Linked DNA regions of Sus scrofa: region 1 is linked to region 2. A link is a contact called in public Hi-C data. All regions are on one chromosome and are shown on one strand. The core of a region is the stretch at or near the end of the contact, and the rest is flanking DNA. Distances in the headings are between cores, read along the strand shown.

What was found. Hi-C and Micro-C count contacts between places; a contact is called where the count stands out from the background.
Region 1: a Hi-C map of liver shows a contact between it and region 2, with 2.7 times the contacts expected there. The contact joins the promoter of TMEM87B here to the promoter of TTL in region 2. A contact is called at or near these places in 4 of 47 Hi-C or Micro-C datasets (heart right ventricle, liver and skeletal muscle) and 1 of 2 datasets of contacts at active chromatin or transcription factors (alveolar macrophages).

Annotation. Positions count from the first base shown.
Region 1 is chr3:44,325,652-44,332,506 of Sscrofa11.1, forward strand. TMEM87B (transmembrane protein 87B) reads right to left here and starts at 2,119. Exons shown (of 20, transcript XM_021087028.1): 1 at 1,838-2,119. The coding sequence starts at 1,981.
Region 2 is chr3:44,019,976-44,026,536 of Sscrofa11.1, forward strand. TTL (tubulin tyrosine ligase) reads right to left here and starts at 2,636. Exons shown (of 7, transcript NM_001004041.1): 1 at 2,279-2,636. The coding sequence starts at 2,435.

The DNA of each region.
Region 1 (6,855 bases), core at 869-3,368, 310 kb after region 2:
ATATATACATATAACTGAGTCACTTTGCTGTACAGTAGAAAGTGGCACAACACTATAAACCAACTATACTTTAATTTTTAAAAAATTTTAAAAAGGAACCATTTCTTGATAGATTTGTAGTACAAATAAAACTCTACTTTCCTGTTCTGAAGAACAAGTATTGATAACTTGAAATAGGAAAAAAAAATCCATCTACTCTTGGCAAAAAAGAGCTTTATGGGCTGCTACTGGCACATAGGACTAAAGATTATGTGGGACCCAAAGAAAAATTTATCTTCCTTATAGAGGAAGCAATGGCATTCTCTCCTCATGGCCTCTGGAATCTCACCATCCAAGTATACTGGGTAAAGACTTTTATAGATACGGTCAAGCAGTCTGTTCACAGCTGATTCACTTCCAATATATTCAGACTTAGTTTATGCTACTGACCATACACTACAGAAGCGGCATGAAATTCAAAGAAACTGCATGAAATTACTGTTCAGAGAAATTCAATAATGTAGATATGCAGGTTCTATCACCAGCACACAAAATAGGGCAGCAACCCAGAAGAATCCTAGAAGAAATGGTAGCACTGGGTCTTAAAAATTCAGTTTCCGTCCTGACGCAGTGGATGACGAATCCGACTAGGAACCATGAGGTTGTGGGTTCGATCCCTGGCCTTGCTCAGTGGGTTAAGGATCCGGCGTTGCAGTGAGCTGTGGTGTGGGTCACAGATGCGGCTCGGATCCCACGTTGCTGTGGCTCTGGTGTAGGCCAGAGGCTACAGCTCGAATTCGACCCCTACCCTGGGAAACTCCGCATGCCGCGGGAGCGGCCCAAGAAATGGCAAAAAGACAAAAAAAACAAAAACAAAAACAGAAGGACATCTACTCTCCCAGGTAGGTTTGTGTTGTAGGAAGAATTTGTAGCCTCTCGTGCTACTTTCTTTTTCTGGCTGAGGAAATCGAAATATAAGTTTTGCCTTTAGAATTCGGACGTTTCTATACATGGGAAAAATACTCATCTCAAACAACTGGACGAATCATCTTACTCTAAAAGAGCAGGACATAAAGCCTCTTCAACTTCCTGTCTCTTCTTTAGCAAATCTTTCCAAAATTCTACCCCTGCATTCTTCCCACATCACCTCATGTAACTACTTGATGCCAAGTTCTCAAATGGCCTGCCCTGGAAAGGAAGAGTTTCCACGCATTCATGCCTCCAGACTAGCTCGCAAATATCCTTTAATTACACATTCCGCCCCAACTCCCCACACACATATACTCTCGGAGCTGTGATAGGAGGCCGAGAGAAATCCAGGAGCCCCAAAATAGGGAAAGAGGGGTGGGGTGACTACTGCATGTTCCACTGTCATTTAAGGGGGGAAAAAAAAGAGTAAGAAAGAAAGCGGCACATGCTCTTTCTAAATGTACGCGGAAACTGAAGCCGGGCAAGTCCTCCCTGAGGCCTCACGGGTGTGGCCCTGTGGCTGCACCCGGGCACGAAGAAGGGTCAAATCCAAAGATGCCCCTGGGAGTGCCGAGGGGTTCTGGGCTCAGGTCTGAATAAACGAGGACCCGATCTAGCCAGGGCGTGTCCGGGCGGAGCGAGGGACCAGGCCGTCGAGAAAGGTGATCCTCAGGAACAGGAACAGGGCTCCGAAGGGAGAGCCGTTCCCTGCACACAAGCTTGACTGGTTTTCTCCCTAGGTCGGGCCAGGGGAGACAAAAGGCCCAGAGAGCGTATTAGGGCACCCGGAGCAGGCCCGGTCAGAGGAATAAGCTGGGTCCCCGGCGAGCCCCGGGAACACCCTGAGGACCGGAGAGGTGCGTCTCCTTGGTGCCGACGCTCCACTTACGTCATTGACCGTCGCTGCCCAGAGTCCAAGCTCGGGCACAGCGCCCACAGCCGCCGGACCCCAGCACAGAAGGCAGAGGGCGACGCGCAGCACCGGACCCCCGGTGGGAAGGAACCAGAACCCAGCTCGTGCGGCAGAAGCCATCTTGACGCGGAATCCGCACCTGGCGCTCCGTGACGCCCGCCAAGCCCGGGGCCCGCACCAGGTGCAGCTCCGCCCCTGGGAGGCGGGCTCGGGTCCGGGAAGTGTGGCTGGGACATGGAGGCGGGGCTCGAGGCCGGCCACTGCGTGGAGCTGGAGGCGGGGCCAGAGCGTGGAAAGAACGGGTGCGGGCGGGGGAGGAGGGTCGGAGCGTGAGGGCGGGGCCAATATGGGGGGCGGGGCCGGGGAGGAGGCGGGGCTCTGAATCTGGCGGCTACGGAGGAGGGGGTGGGTATGGGGGCAAGGGGTGGGTCTCAGGGCCGGGTCGGGGGGCGGGGCTTGGGGAGGCGGGGCTCAGAATCCTGCCCTAGCTGGTTTCTGCTTCCGCCCCAGGCGGGAGGCTCAGATCTCAGGCTCCGTGGGGTTGTGGACGGATGCGTAGGGAGGAGTTGCTAGCTAAGGTTTTGCTTTATTTCATTTTCTTGAATTCTCTCCGTTTGCCAGTACTACAGTCACCTCAGCACGAGGGAAACAAACTGTCCTCTAAATTCACCGTAAGTGCCGGGAAAGTGCTTTGAGGTAGGGTCAGTTGAACCCAAGGCATTGTATTGTGTGTGTAATGCCATGTCTGTAGGACAGTTAATAATTTTCAGAACAAATAAAGTTCCCCGATTGCTTAAATCTCTGAGGGGCAGAGCTTGGGTCTAATTGTGTACTTCAGGCATTTTTGACTGTGAAAGCTAAATAAATCTCTTGCCAAAGAGAACTATGGTAGTTTATTTTTAAATGTAAATAATGTCCAGAGGGAGAATAAAATCCTGATTTTGTTGCAGGAAGCTGGATACCTTCCAAGAGCCTGAGTATTGCCTCTTGTCCGACACTGGGAAATAAATTGTCCGAGGAGACGCATAAGCTGACAAAGCAAAAGACTTTATTGGGGAGTTCCCTTTGTGGCTCAGTGAAAACGTATCCGACTAGAATCCATGCGCATGTGAGTTGGATCCCTGGCCACGATCACTGGGTTAAGAATCCGTTGCGGTGAGCTGTGGTGTAGGTCGCAGATGCAATTCGGATCCTGAGTTGCTGTGGCTGTGGCATAGCCTGGCAGCTACAGCTCCATTTCAATCCCTCACCTGAGAACCTCCAAATGCTGCAGGTGCGGTTCTAAAAAGAAAAAAAAAAAAAAAAAAAGACTTTATAAGACTTTATTGGGAAGGGATACTGGGTTGTCTCTGGCCAATCATCTTGCTTGTCCCATATTTGGTCACCAAGCTCAGGGTCCTTGGTGACTGGCACCTCTCAGCCAAGATGGATTCCAGCGCCAAGGATCCTGGGAGGCTGGTTGTCTCCTCCCTCCCAAATTCTGCCCTGTTAGACTTCAGGGCAGAACCACATTCCTTATCAAACCCTCCTATTGTGAAACAACTCCTGCAAGAGTCTATTACCGTGTCTGGCCATAGTGGGTTGTTCCAGTCAGTGGTTCCCTAACAATTTAACCGTGTCATTAATGTAAGATAGGATCTATTTATAGTTAAGAGGACCTGGCCAGTTTTTCAGCCAGTAATTATTGAGAACCTAATAGGTACAAAGACTGCAGGTGCATTCCATCCATGCCTTTCCCAGGAGACAGACAGTGTGCTCAGTCTATATGGGTACGAATAACAAGTGTGGAGAGATCACACAAGAGCATCCACCAGAGATTTAGAAGGTAAGGCTGGTGGAAGGAGAGGACATGAGATCATTTAAGTCCTAGGAAGAGTTAACGGTGAGTTAGTTGTGGGAGCCAGGGGTAGATTTGAAGGTGTTTTAGGAAAGAGAGGAAAGCCTGTGTTAAGGCTTGGAGGAACAAAAAGACCTACCAAATGACTAGGTATTGGTATCAGATGGACCTTGGCAAGAGTGAGAAATTTAAACAGTGCAGAAATATCCAGCTCCTCCTAAGCCTGGATAGGAAGATAGCGCTTTAGTCTAAGAACATCAGAGGGGCAACAGTGTTTTTTGTTTTTGTTTTTTTTTTTTTTTTGCTTTTTAGGGTTGAGCCGGATGCATATGGAGGTTCCCAGGCTAAGGGTACAGTTGGAGCTACAGCTATCACAGCCATAGCAACATCAGATCCAAGCAATGTCTGCAACCTACACCACAGCTCATGGCAACACCAGATCCTTGACCCACTTTTCGAGGCCAGGGATGGAACCTGCAACCTCATGGTTCCTAGTCTGATTCATTTCATTCATTTCTGCTGCACCATGATGGAATCTCCTTTCTTTCTTTTCTTTTTTTTGAACAGTGGTTTTTAAGCAAGGAGAATGAGGTGATCAAAAAGATAATTTTTGTTGTTCTATGAAAACTGTGAAAGAGGGCAATAAGATAACCAGTTAAGAATATTTCAATAATTTGTATGACCAGTTGAGAATAAATTACAGTAATTAAGAGATGGTGGCCTCAGCTATAGAAGCAGTTATGAGGATGGAGATTTGGATGGATGCCAGGGATATGGGAAATGAAGATTTTAAATTAAGAAAGCCTTGGTAATTGATTAGATATTGGAGCTTAGGAAGGAGTGGGGTTAAGGCTGGAATAAATGAAATGTGGAACATCTGGAGGAAGAGGAGAAAAATTGGGAGATCCAGGACCAGTCGTCTTCACAAAGGGTCAGTTTACTCAGGTAGCTGTACCCTGGGGACAGGAAATACCCAAACAATTCAAGGAATTTGCAGACAGAATCATAGTTGGTATTGGCTACCTATTAGAAAAGGAGGCATAAGGGCCCAGGTAATAAACAGAGTCACCTGGGTACACAGAACACATCGCGGTAATTTTCCTGGCTCCAGAGTGTATACACATAATTGATAGCTGGCACAACCTCACCCTGGTCCTTGGTGTCTAGGATGAGAGCTGTGATAGTGGGGAAGGCCAAGTAGAAACTTCTGAATCTGGCCTGCTAACCAAACCATTTTGTCTCCTGGGGGGAATGGCAGAAATTAGTGCTACTTTTTTTCCTCCACACCCATGGCATGCAGAAGTTCCCAGGCCAGGGATTGAACCCTCACCACAGCAGCGACCCAAGCCACATCAGTGACAATACCAGATCCTTAATGCACTGAGCCATCAGGGAACTCCAGTGTTGCTTTTAAAAGATGCAGTGGTACTACGAAGCAACTGAGGTCTGGTGAAATTCAGTGGTAGTAGTTATGTCTTTAGGGCATAGAAATTGATTTTTCTCATCTTTCTTCATCTTGTCGTATAAAGATCATTCGAATGCCGTTTAGACCACAACCTAAGGCCATGCTAAATTATTGGCAGAAACAGAATAAAAATGTAGGTTCGTTGCTGAGAATCACATGAAAAAAAGAGCCACTGCTCTTTGGGATTTTATAAATGGCGGGTTTGAATGCCCTGCATGCTATATATTCATGCTACCGTGTTGCATTTGTTTTGCAAATCAAATTATCCCCTCTAACCTGTTTAAGCAGTGTGTCAGCCTGCCTAACACTCTATTGTAATGTGTTTATTATTCTTCTAAAAATTGCAGTAAATATATTAAGGAATTTAAATAAATAAAAGATGTAATGGTAGTGGTTACCTTCACATCTCCATTTAGTGCCTCCTCCATCATAGGTGCTCCTGTTAGAATTATTAACAAAGGACACTTTGTGTCCTTTTCCGTTGATCCACTCACATGCCTCTATCCCAGACCTCCTTGTCCCAAATCTTCTGATTTTTTCCTCCCAGATTCCTGACTAGCTGGCTAAGCCATTAACCACTGCACATACATCCATATATGTTTCAACTTTGGACAACTTTTCTTTCCATAAGAGATGAATAACCAGATGCATTGCCTAAAGCTCGGTCCCATGCCCCAACCTGGGAACACTGGAAGGATATCTTCCTCACTCTTATCTTTCAAGGCCACCCCTAAGTAAGACTAGAGTGCAGCTGCTATCCGTTTTGAACTTGCCCCTGTGGAGCTGATCCATCCGTGCACTGAGCTTAGACTTTTAACCTCTCCAACAGCTGATCATAAATATGATCTTCCATGAAGCCGCAGGTGTCAACTGAGAGAGAAGCACTTTTGCAACTGTGGTTGATATCAGTGGGAGTAAATAAACAATATCTATTAACTACAAAGCCCTTGACAACAGAGAAATGATTGAAAGATTCCTGGATTGAAAGTATTATTATTGTTAAAATGTCCATCCCCCCAAAAGTGATCTACAGATTCAGTGCAATCCCTATCACAATTCCAATTTTTCTTCACAAAAATAGAAAAATCCTAAAATTTGTATGGAAACACAAAAGACTCCAGATAGCCAATGCAATCTTGAGAAAGAAGAACAAAACTGGAGGCATCACACTTCCTAATTTTAAACTATATTACAAAGCTGTAGTAAACAGAACAGTATGTTATTGGCATAAAACAGACACATAGGTCAATGGAACAGAATAGAGACCCTGGAAATAAACCCATGCATTTATGATCAGTGGGGAAAGGATATCTTTTCAATAAGTGGGAAAACTGGATATCTATATGCAAAAGAATGAAACTGGACCTTATCTTATACCATATACAAAAATCAACACAGAATGGATTAAAGACTTGGTCATAAGAACTGAAACTATAAAACTCCTTGAAGAAAATGAAGTAAGCCCTTTTACATTGGTCTCAGCAACAATTTTTTGGATTTGAGACCAAAAGCAAAAATAGTAGGACGAGGAATTCACGCTGTGGCACAGTGGGTTAAGAATCCGACTATAGCAGCTCAGGTCACTGCAAAGGTACAAGTTTGATCCCCAGTCTGGCACAGTAGATTCAAGGATCTGGCATTCCCACAATTGCTGTATAGGTTGCAGCTGTGGCTCAGATTCAGTTCCTGGCT
Region 2 (6,561 bases), core at 1,386-3,885:
AGAACAGCATACAATTAAGTAAAAAGTTTCAGGCACTGACTAGCTCTCTTGGTCTCTCTGGGACTGATGGCTGGTTCATACTTGAACTGCCTACCTTCTTATCCCCATGGCACTGGCATTCCTGAACCTTTACAGGCTGGGCCATCTCTTTGGGTTTCACACAGTGTACTTCAAGCAAAACGTAAATATTTCTAACAGGGAAGGCCAATAACCATCTGGTTGTGGGATGCCATTTTCTTTCCCATAAAAATTAAATGTTGGAGTTCTCACTGTGGTTCAGCAGGTTAAGAATCCAACTAGTATCCATGAAGATGCAGGTTCAATTTCTGGCCTTGCTCAGTGGGTTAAGGATCTGGCATTGCTGCAAGTTGTGGTGCAGTTCAAAGATGTGGCTCAGGTCCCAAAATGCTGTGGCTGTGTCATTGGCCAGCAACTGCAGCTCCAATTCAACCCCTAGCCTGTGACCTTCCATGTGCTGCAGGTGTGGCCCTAAAGAGAAAAAAAAAAAAAAAAAAAGTTTACTGAAGCTCCTACTATGGTGCAATGGGTTAAGAATCTGGTGTTGCCACCGCTGTGGCACAGGTCACAGTTGCGGCTCAGATTCTACCCCCAGCCTGGGAACTTCTGCATGCTACAGGTGCAGCCAAAAAACAAATAAATGTTTACTGATCATCTGCTGACTTCACGGTCACTGTTTAGGATTTGGACCCTCTAGGTTTGGTCTCTTTCTCCCTCACCTGGAACCTCGCAGCAGTGCCAACCACCCCTGCTGCAGCCCCCACAGAGCCATTTTTCGTCAGCTTTTAATTTTAGGATTCCACCTAAGCTCTGACCGCCGGGCACTGCTCAGTTCAAGGAGGAAAGTCAGTCAGGCAGGGAAGCATACAGAACAAGTCAGAAATAAACATTCTCGACTATACTCAGGGTTTCTTCTTTTGCTGAGGGCTTCCTGGGGAGACAGTTTCGCAAAAGGGAACTTCCAGGCACATTCTCTGTATTCCAAGACTTCTAGGGGTTGGAATCAGCCCTTCCATGGAGTCCTCATCATACATGGCACACTTGTACAACAATAGAAAGTTGTCGGTGGTCCTTTCCCAAAGAAAAAGTTTCAGCAAGCCTAAGTAGAAATACCCTTCATCCCTCAAATCATTACAGTCCCCCCCCCATAAGCCCATCAAGGGCTAGTCAATTCCAAATGGTCTATTTTCAGTCTTTCCCTATTCAACCTCTCCACCCTCTGACCACACCTATTTTCTAAAAACCGTACCCTCTCCGGACATAGAACACGGCTCTCTGAGAAGCCCTCCAAGGCAGGGATGACTTTTCCTCTTGACGGATTTGTCTCTGGCAATATGATCAGGTCCCCACCCCAGGGGAATTTCTGGCAGGGAACATGGCTACCCCTAGTGAGGCTGCAATTCCCCCATGACTGTGCAGTCAGAGGCCGTGAGACTACGTTCAGGTCAATGGGATGTGAGTCTGAAGTGCTGTGCACAACTTCTGGTTTACATCATCTAAAAAGGAGCCGCCGGTCCTCTGCTTCCCCAGCACCTTCCTCCAGAGGAAGATGTAGACGCGGTGGTGCCAGCTTCAACCACGTGAATGAAGGTAACTCCCGCAGAGAGAGTAGGGCTGAGAATCCAGCGTCACCTACCATCTGCATTCAACCCACGATCGTGAGAATGTGTTCTTTGGTGAAGCTAAGAGAAGACACCCTTCCGCCCTTCCCTGGGCTGGGCTCACTGCTGAAGCTCAGGCTTTCAGAATCCAGGTCTCTTCCAAATCCTTTGACAGTTTAACTGAGCCTCTGGGTAGCTGAATCCTCAGGGTTTTCAACACACACAAGCTCCCCTCCCGCGCCAACATAGGCAGGGCAGGATCCTTAGTGAAGAAAATGTGCAAGAGGACTCCGGCGAGATTTCAGCAGCGGGCTCCGCGTAGCCGCGCCCCGCCCGGCGATCTGTCCAGCGGACCTGCCGGATTTGGGGACGTCGGGCCTGGGGAATCCGGGAGACGCGAGGCCTGGGCTCCCCGCCCCCGGCTGCAGGGACGGGTCATGGTAAAGAGGCAGCCGCGGCTCCAGGAGCCCGCACCTACATTCCCGCCCCGAATCCGATTTAGGAGATGAGAAGGCACGAAAAACGATGGGCTTAGTCCTTTAAGGGATGCATTTTTTATCTATCTGCCCGAGAAACGACGGAGGGAAGGTTTCTGACCTTAAAACAAAAGCGCCCGTTCTACCGGGAGGAGCGGGAGGGCGCGAAACGGGGAAGCTCACCCAGTCTCCCGAAGGGCAGCCGGTTCCTTTCTCCCAGCATCAGGTTGAACCTGGGATTGTCCCGCCGTAGCCTCTTCCAGTGGCCGGTGGCGAGCAGCAGCCGGGAGACCTCGGCGTAAACGCTGCTGTTCTCGTCGCGCACCACGAAGGTGTACATGGTGAAGGGCCGCGCGCCGGGGCCACCCCTGCAGCCGCTGCAGGAAACAGCCGGCCAAGCGGCTGCTCAGCGTGGGACCAGCCGGGGCGACTGCCGCGCTCCCGACCCGTCGGCCCCGCCGGCCCCGCCCCACACGCTCCAGCCGCGCCCCCGCCAGCGGCCTGGGCGCCCGCCCCTCACGCTTCTAGGGTAGCCGGCCGCGGGCGCCCGGGCGCCCGCGCGTCTGCCAGAGCAGCGAGCGCAGCCCCGACGCCGCGCCCACTGTCGGCGCGGCTCCGCCTCCGCCCCGTGATTCCGCGCGGCCGGCTCCAGGGCGGGCGGATGGGAGGGGGCCTGTGCGCGGGGGGCGCGCCAGGCTCCCTCTCTGAGCGGGCTGCCAGCTGCAGATGGTGCGGGGGCTGGAGGAGGGGGCGCGGCTTTAGCCTCAGCTTCCCGAACAGGCCCCTGAGTGGGACCGGAAGCTGGGGCGGTCCTCCCGAGCCCGGGGTCACGGCCAAGGGGGCGGTGCCAGAGGAAGATCCCTTTTTAGGGCTTGTTCTGGTAGTTTTCAACCTACTCTTTCAAAGGGACGTTTTCTGGATGAAAACAGAAAGTTGTAAGTCCCCATTCTTTGTCCAAAATGGGCTTCTTTTACTTTCCTGCTTAAGGACCGCAGAGAACCCGAGGCGTAGAAGCGGCTGTTGGTTTCGTTTGGGTCGAATGCTTCCGTAGCCTGCTGAGACCTCCTGGATGGTGCATAGCCAGGGGGTGACTTCAGATTCGCCGATCACACACAGACCCTAGGATCCCTGGACTCCGCCCTGCCGTTTACCGGCGCTGGGCCACTCGCTTTTCGTCCTCCGGACCGATTTCCCCTTCTGAGTTGGCGGAAGGTGGTTCTTTTTTGTTGTTGTTGTTTGCCATTTCTAGGGCCGCTTCTGTGGCATATGGAGGTTCCCAGGCTAGGGGTCTAATCGGAGCTGTAGCCACTGGCCTACACCAGAGTCACAGCAACGCAGGATCCGAGCCGCGTCTGCGACCTACACCACAGCTCACGGCAACTCCGGATCCTTAACCCACTGAGCAAGGCCAGGGATCGAACCCTCAACCTCATGGTTCCTAGTCGGATTCGTTAACCACTGCGCCATGACGGGAACTCCGGAAGGAGGTTCTTTAAAGTCCCTTGGTTCTGATCCTACCTGACTTCCTTTTAGGAAACATTTTTGGTGCATTTTGAGGAATAGAGAGAGGACTCTACCAGATTTCCCGCAAACTTCCTACACTTCCTCAAAAATTAGCTACATCACCCATGTGCTTCCGATGTCTTACTCTTTAGAGAAAGAATATCCTGCGACCTTTCCTGTCCTGCTCTCCCTGTGCTCATGGTATCTACTTATATTGTAAAATTGCCCTCCTTTCTTCCATTTTGCCCATAGGCTCCACTGGCCATGGGAAGCTCGCTTAGAGGAGAAATGGGGCAAGACCCAGGAGTGCTGTAATGATGACGTTCCTTCACACCCGTCCCAGCAATCCGACATCCCTGAGGAATGCGGGTATCTAGTGCCCGGCTTCCTAACCTCCAGAGAATGAATCTGCCGGGAGGCATATATCCTACGCTCTATTTCAAGGTCGCTGCAGAAGAGTTCTGATTGTCCGCAGCTGCAACTTACTCCTTTCTGCATCTTCTCTTGTTAGGTTCCCTCCTTTTCCGGTTTTCTATCCCACCTGTCTTGGGGTCACTTTCGCAGTAAACCTCAAATCGTTATACCAGGACTACCTTTTTAGAGAACTCAGGCCAAAACGTTGTGGCTGCTTCTCTTCACAGCCAGTCATCTTGAAAGTGATACCTACTTTCAGCATGCCTGGGTCCTTTCACCCTCCTGCACCACCCACTCTCCCCTACAGGCCCGCTACTCTCTCTGCTGTGAATTTCATTAGGAACTCCTGTAACCTCTGTATTTGCAAATACAGTAGATACTTTTCTCCTTTTTTATCCCCACCCATATTTTGTAGTGAACATCATTTTTGGTATTGTTTTGTCCAGCAGCACCCCTTATCCCCTTTTCTTAATAATAAAACTCATCTTTCCCCTGGAAACCTGTTTTGTGTGATTCTGGTGGCATTGACACTGTCCATTGTTGTTTTGTTTTGCTTTTTAGGGCCACACCGAGCAGCATATGGAGGTTCTAAAGCTAGGAGTTGAATCAGAGCTGTACCTACTGGCCTATGCCACAGCCACAGCAACACCAGATCCAAGCCTCATCTGTGACCTTAACCCACTGAGCGGCGTCAGGGATCAAACCCGAATCCTCATGGATACTAGTCGGGTTCGTTACTGCTGAGCCACAACAGGAACTCTACACTATCCATATGGGCACAGGAAAATGAGTACTCAGGCTTGGTCCATTTCCACCCTTTTGCCATTGTGATGGTAAAACACAGGCTAGTGATCCAAATTTGCTGAACTGATTCTCTCTGGGATTTTTCTACCTGAGCTATGGAGAGAGCCTCTCTCTCCTGGAAGACTGTGGGACAGCATGCAGCTTTATTGCTATATTACAGAGGGGAAAACTTGTCTAAGAATTCAGCTTCCTATCCTACTTTGCATCAGGCCTGTATGCGGATTATGAATATGTTCTTGCCACATGATGTAAATGAAGTGATGGGTATTTCTTAAGATTTGGACATGCCTCTTCTTCTCCTAGAGACAGGATACAAAATCAATAACAATAGTGCCACAAAAAGTTGAAAGAAATTTACCAGAATTTATGCTGGGTCATTAAGCAATCCTCAACACATTTCAAAGGACTGAAATAATTCTGAGCACTTTCTCTGTCTGCAGTGGAATCAAGCTGCTTGGAAGTTAGTAAAACCCTTCCAAATAGCCCATGAGTCAATGAAGAAATCACAATAGCATGAAAAAACTTTTTAACTGAATGGTAACAAAGTTATGGTGTGTCAAAACTGGTAGAACACAGTTAAAGCTGTGCTTAAGTGGAAATTTACAGTCTATAGTATATATGTTATAAAAAGAAGAAAAACTGAAAATCAGTGATCTAAGCTTTCATCTCATGAAACTAGAAAAGAATATCAAATCAAACTCAGAGTAAGTGGAAGGAAAGAAAGGACAAGGGAAGAAGCCCAGAGAATAGAAAATAAATATACAATAAAGAAATCAGCTAAGCCAAAAGGCTGCTTCTTTATTATTGAAGTGTAGTTGATTCACAATATTGTATTAGTTTCAGATGTCCACACATATATTTTTTCAGATTCTTTTCTATTATAGGTTATTACATGGTCTTGAATATAGTTCCCTGTGCTGTAAAGTAAATCCTTATTGTTTATCTGAGGTTTTTAATTTTTTAAAAGACAATTTAAATTGTTATGCATTAAAGAAAGACAAAGAAAAATGAAAGGAAGCACAAATAACCAATATTAAAACAAAAAAAGTAGACATCACTAGAAATCCTGAAGACATGAGAAAGAATAAGAATTATTATTATTTTGCTAGTGAATTTGACAAGAGTCTATAAAATAGCATGAGGATTCTTGATCTCTGCTACATAGGTGCAGAATGTTAGCTGGGAATGTGCTTACCTCATTCACAACCTCAACCTCTGGCCAGTAGAAATGAGTCCTTGACCCTCCCTGACAACTCTTGCCTCTGGGAAACCACTTTCACCGATAAGGATTCTGAGCATCATCCACTGCTCCAGTAGAGTGAGCCTCCTTTAATGGCAAGAGAAAAGTTGCTGGTCCTATGGTCTTCCTTCAGTGGCAGAACTCCATGTTAAAGGGACAGATGGAATCAGCCACAGTCTAGGATTCCATAGATTTCCACAAAATCCAGCATTTGCTCTAGTATAAACACTTTTCAGATTGTTACATGCCTTTGGTCAGTTTTCCAAGGGCTGAAATGATTGGGGGCAATTCTGTCCATCTTCAGAGCTATTTTTAGGGAAGAGCATTTGACAGTCTCCTGACTCAAACATAGCCAGAAGTCCTGCCTAAAATCACTATCCTTCCCAACACTTTTGTATTTAATTATTTGAATCAAACTCTCTCTGTTTTAAGTAGCCAAAGTGGTTTCTGTTTTCCTGATCAGACAATACCCAAACATTATAGTCTTTAGGGACTTATTGCAAAT